2 separate regions of the Macaca mulatta genome follow, and region 2 is linked to region 1. The links are chromatin contacts, called in public Hi-C maps. All regions are on one chromosome and are shown on one strand. Each heading gives the region's core, a stretch centred on a gene start, on an enhancer-like site or on the middle of the called end of the contact. The rest is flanking DNA. Distances are from core to core; before and after follow the strand shown.

Region 1 (2,700 bases), core at 160-2,659:
AACACCTCTTCTATCTCTCTAATATGGACACTTTCTAAAACTAAGATGCTCTCCAAAAGTCACTTCTGCAACACCTATCCTTAGACTGCTGACCTTACGCCCTTTCTACACAGAATTCTGAAGCCACCACTAGGCTGGAAAGATAGGCTGACTCTTTTTTGCCTTGCTAAAGAATGTGGAAATAACCACACCATTAAAAGAAGGCTAAATAGGAGAGTAAACCAAGGACTTCTAATTCTTTATACAAACATCTCTTCACGTAATGGAAATGTAACATTCCATCCATAGACTGTAAGGTCCTTTAGCAGGGCTGGAGTTCAATCTCTTCACCTTTGTATCCGCACAGCTCAGCAAAATGCCTTGATATAGTGAGGGCTCAGGTTTGCTAAGGCGGCAGGAGCTGTTTCTACCCTTAAGAAAAGACACAGTCTATATATCCAATTTCCCCCCACGATTTTAAATGACTCCTTTGATTATGCCGTTAAAAGACTGCTCCTTCCCAAAATAATGTGATTTGTTAGCAGAAGATATCTCAACATAAAATGTATCCAGAAATTGAACTACAGCGGGTTTGTCACTCAGAAGTATAAGCTAGGCATCCACAAGAAAAATGTTACAAGGTGACAGCCAGTCATCAATGTTGGAGGAAACGCCACTGAGGTACCACAGGCTAAAACCTCTCTCTCCCCGCCACCTGCATTTAGAGGCAATAGTAATTGAATATTAGTAACGCCCTTCCTTCCGCTGCTGTGAAGCAGGGGATGGAAGAAGCATCCCCAGTAGTATTTACCAACAAATGGCAGCTGCTAATAAACAGGCTTCGGTGGCCAAGGCTCCTGCATAGAAAAGAGTGGGGAGATCAAAAGACCGGTCAGCAGGCGAACGTGCCCCTAAAGGCCCGAGTTCTCGGAGCAGAGCAGTGATTAACGTTCCGGTTTCTCCTCCGCCAATGTGTGGGCGAAAGGAAGTGACCCGCTACAGACCGGCCTCGCCCTCCAGCAGGAAAGGGAAGAATGAAACAAGAAACGCACACCCTTGACCCTTCAAAGCTGTAACAGTAGTTATCCCAGAGCCTCTCCCCACTGAGGAGCCCAGTCTGACTCTCCGGTGTCTGACTCTCCAGTGTCCGACTCTCCTGTGTCCGACTCTCCGATCTCCGACTCTCGGATCTCCGACTTCAAAGCACCCAGGCCTCGAGCCGATCTTTCTTCTGCTCGGGAGTAAAATCTTCCCGCCACCCAGCTGAGAGCATCCACCCTTCCGGGTCGGTCCGTTCAGCCAATCACAAATAACACCCTTCTCTAATTGGTCAAGGGGTGTGGTCACCATGAGCGTCACCGAACAACATTACGATTTATTGGTTGAGATTGGAAGCAGGTTTCGCCAATAGGAAGCGGTCTTAAAGCGGCAGTGAGGGTGGCTGCGTGTTTCCGGAAGACGTGGCGGCTCTCGCCTGGGCTGTTTCCCGGCTTCATTTCTCCCGACTCAGCTTCCCACCCTGGGCTTTCCGAGGTGCTCTCGCCGCTGTCCCCAACACTGCAGCCATGATCTCCTTAACGGACACGCAGAGTAAGCACCTGCTCCGGGGTCCCCGCCTCGAGCCGTGCACACCCATCACCTGGCTGGGTCTTGCCCCTCCACAGGGTCAATGAATGAAGCTCCGGGTTGGGGGCGGCGGCCTGCGAGACAGAGCTAGGGCTGCTGGGACCCTAAGGGGCTGCCTTGGGGATGCCGGGGCTAGACTTGCAGTGGCGGACCTGACCTGGGAGAAGAGTCTGTGGGGCAGGGTGGGACGCCGTAGCTGGGGAGGGGAGCTTTAGCCGAGTCTGTCTCATTCCAGGGTCGCGATGATCTCCTCATCCCCAGTGAGATAGGCGCTTTGTTCTGGGGGCTCGCCACAAGAGAAAGTTTGCGTGGTGCCCACGGCCCACTCTCGGGATCGTTTATGCGCATGACACACTTCGGGTCCTCTACAAGTCCCTGGCTGGCTGGTTATTTGGGAGGCGGTATTTTAAATGTCACCTACAGTAGGCTCTTTTTGAAAATGTGCTTACGCTTAAATGTGGCATTTTGAATATTCGCTTTTTGCCAGTACTGTAAGCAACCTTTTAGAAATCTCTTGAAACATTCTCACTTTTCTACCTGCTAAAGTTTCAAGCAGTAGAGAAAAGCCACTTTGTGTTCCATTAAAGGATGTATTTCGTTGGTATTGTATATTGTGCTTTGTGGCTTGTTTTGTTATTTTAGCATCACTCTCTGCCTGCCACAGAGTTCTCCAGGCCTATTTCATCTCTAAAGCTAGCATTGATACCGGTTTCCTTTTCTCTCATTATAATATTTCCACTTTCCTACTGCTTTTTGTTAATGTTAATAATTTTTGTATTTATGTCTGCCCAAGCTCTATGCCTCATCTTTTGATGGTCGTAAGAGTCCCTTTTTGTCTCACTTTGCTTTATCTGCCACGCCTTTCATTTCATTCCAGTTAACTGAGATTTTCAAGATTTTAAGACTTAAACAGTGTATTGAAGTAAAAAATAGAAGTTTATTTAAAATGCCCTATTTTAAAGTGGAGTCTTCATGTGTAGATTCAAGTCATGGCAGACCAACTTCACAGAGCTTCTAAGGCCTCCTACACACACTGCCACCCCCCAGTCAGACTGTCTTCCCTCCTGAGGCTGGACTGCGGCTGCTCCTTGGGGC
Region 2 (2,753 bases), core at 188-2,687, 140 kb after region 1:
TGATATACGGGCCTGTGCCAACATCAGAGTGCAGGCTGCAAGGAACAAGAAGGACAAACCGGCCGGGCGCAGTGGCTCACGCCTGTAATCCCAGCACTTTGGGAGGCCGAGGCAGGTGGATCACGAGGTCAGGAGATCAAGACCATCCTGCCTAACACGGTGAAACTCCGTCTCTACTAAAAATACAAAAACAAAAATTAGCCGGGCGTGGTGGTGGGCGCCTGTACTCCCAGCTACTCGGGAGGCTGAGGCAGGAGAATGGCGTGGACCCGGCAGGCGGAGCTTGCAGTGAGCCGAGATCGCGCCACCGCACTCCAGCCTGGGCGACAGAGCGAGACTCTGCCTCAAAAAAAAAAAAAAAAAAAAAAAAAAAGAACGACAAACGGTAAAAATTTGTCTGAGTCTTGGTCCCTTATGTCTCCTCACTGCTGTGGATATATATCATTAGAAATAAGCGAGTGCCTTAATTTCAGGAACAAAGATCTCCTTTCAAGAATCTTTCTCACAGTAATCTTTTAAAGATTCAGGTTTTGCTTTTGAATTCCTCCCCTCCCCCCATCCCCCAGGCCCTTACTGCAGCTTGTACTGCTCGCGGCGCGCACAAACCATGTCCTCCTCAGGGTACAGGCAGCAAACAACAGCAGATCACAAGGGCAGGCAGAAGCTAGAGATTTCCCCGAGTAAGGTCTGTGGGGACAAGTCTAGGACTTCCTTACTCGGAGAACCCAAGGCTGGTAAAGTAAACGAAGCACCTAAGCATCAAGAAAAGAGGCCCTGCAGGAAAGAACTGGCGCATAGCTCCCGGAAAGGCTGAGAGCCGGGTAAAGATAAGTACAGCGCCAAACATGCTGGTCATCTAGGTGCCTTTCTCCCCATCCCAGCGAGTGCAGGGGCATTTCTCTATTACCTTGGTAGTAGATTGAAATATTCGAGGTAAAGATCGTCCAGCCTTCACAGGCCACCTGGTTCCGTCCCCCTCCCCCAGCTACTTGGGCACGTGTCCCGACTCCCGCCAGCAGGCCGTGGGGGTGATGCGGCCGCCATGAACCCACCAAGGACAAGCAGGGCCCGGTTTTAGCTGCAAATGCAGCAAGTCTCTCCCCTGATAGAACTCCCCTGAGCCGCCGCTGCTACCCTCCGCCTTCTGCTCCTCCGCCAGGGCACTACTCGCCCTGCGCCCCAAACCGAGCGGCAGAGTCAGGGCCCGAGGCCGGATGCTCAGGGCGAAAGGCCACGGAGGAGAGATGTGCTTCTTCCTCCTTCCCGCGGCTCCCCACACAATTACTCCCCCGCACGTCCCACCAGGCTAGTCTGTGAGCCAGGATTCAGGATCCTGAGCCGAAACCTACCAGGAGGGAGAAGACGCTGGAGACCTCAGTAACAGCAGTGCGGAGAACACAATGTGAGCTGCGTGCGTCTCCTCCGGCGCCGGCTCTGCAAGGAGGGAGGAGGGGGCGGGGGCGGGGCCCCACAACCTCCGCAGCCTCTTAGGTTTCTCCATTGTGATTGGAAACCGGAGCACCGCCTACCCCTCCCCTCGGCTCGCTCAATCCCCTTCAAGGACAAGGGCTCAAGTGTGCACACTCCCTCCCCCACCCTCCAGATAAGGGGGTCACCTTCCAGAGGCCTCCGCTCTCAGCTGGTCTCACATCTCGCAGGCTCTTTAATGCGGAGGCCACGTTATTTCTAAAACTTGCCCATCCCCGACTCTTCTGGATTTTAACAAAATCGATTAGATGTTGTTCAATTAGATTTAGTACAAATAGAAATACATTTCTATGTTGCATTTCAGTTAAACTTTAAAGGACTTAAAAAACTACATCTGAATTTAGATCATCTCCGTTTTAAAGTTCATTTGATGAAGATGACTATTTTTTTTCAACGCGTTTCAACAAACACGCACTGATTGCTTACTCGTTGCCTGACAAGGCCAATGAGGCCTGGTCCTTGACTTCTGAAGTTCCCCTACAATTCCACCTGGTCTCAAGGTCCGGCTTTGCCCTCTAGGGGAAATGGTGGGACCACTAAGTGAGATGCACTTTCTTTTTTAGTCCCTGATCGACTCCAGAGCTCGATGTTGTCATTCATCCCGTCTTCAACCCTCAGCCAGTGCTTGGTACCTAAATATATAGCATTGATGAATAAATGAATGAATGATAAACTGGAGGAATTCTGAAGAGTCTGGCTTCAGTTCTGTTTTCTTATAATGAAAATGCTTTCAAATATAGCCATCTCACAAACTCCCTATATGTGAAAAATGGTTTGTTTGGTTTTTTTTTGTAAACGCATATTTCTTGTATATGACCACTAATTCTATAATTATTGCTTCAGTTTCTTCTCAGTGCCAAGCATTGGTAAAAACATAAATATAACACTATGCCCTCTGAGGTGTTCCTAGTCCAATGGCGATAGACAAGTAGGCAACCTATTTCAATTACAATACAATGTGATAAGTGGCGATAGAAATCTGGTTAAAGTACAATAAAAATTCAGAGGAAAGAATCACTAAGAGAAGGGTTTGTTGAGAAGAATTCATAAGCCTCAAACTCTTCAAATCATTCAGCTAGTGGGGACTTTGAATGACTGAAGATACAGTCCAGTTACAAATTAAAATGTGATGGTGAGGAAAAGAGCTTGGAGGATAATCTCAAAAGTATTACATTAACCCTAAATCCAGGTTTGAAGCAAGAATAGCCAAGTCAGCCTAGCAAGATATCTAGAAGCCACCCTAGATTTCTTTTTCACCTACTTTG

Evidence for each region. A called contact is a pair of places that touch in the nucleus more often than the background predicts.
Region 2: a Hi-C map of fetal cortical plate shows a contact between it and region 1, with 2.3 times the contacts expected there. The contact joins the promoter of LDHB here to the promoter of GOLT1B in region 1. A contact is called at or near these places in 2 of 14 Hi-C or Micro-C datasets (fetal cortex germinal zone and fetal cortical plate).

Annotation. Positions count from the first base shown.
Region 1 is chr11:23,941,043-23,943,742 of T2T-MMU8v2.0, forward strand. It overlaps GOLT1B (golgi transport 1B), which reads left to right and starts at 1,410. Exons shown (of 5, transcript XM_015151249.3): 1 at 1,410-1,569. The coding sequence starts at 1,545. RECQL (RecQ like helicase) reads right to left here and starts at 1,256. Exons shown (of 16, transcript XM_077953692.1): 1 at 791-1,256.
Region 2 is chr11:24,082,611-24,085,363 of T2T-MMU8v2.0, forward strand. LDHB (lactate dehydrogenase B) reads right to left here and starts at 1,438. Exons shown (of 7, transcript XM_077953704.1): 1 at 1,350-1,438.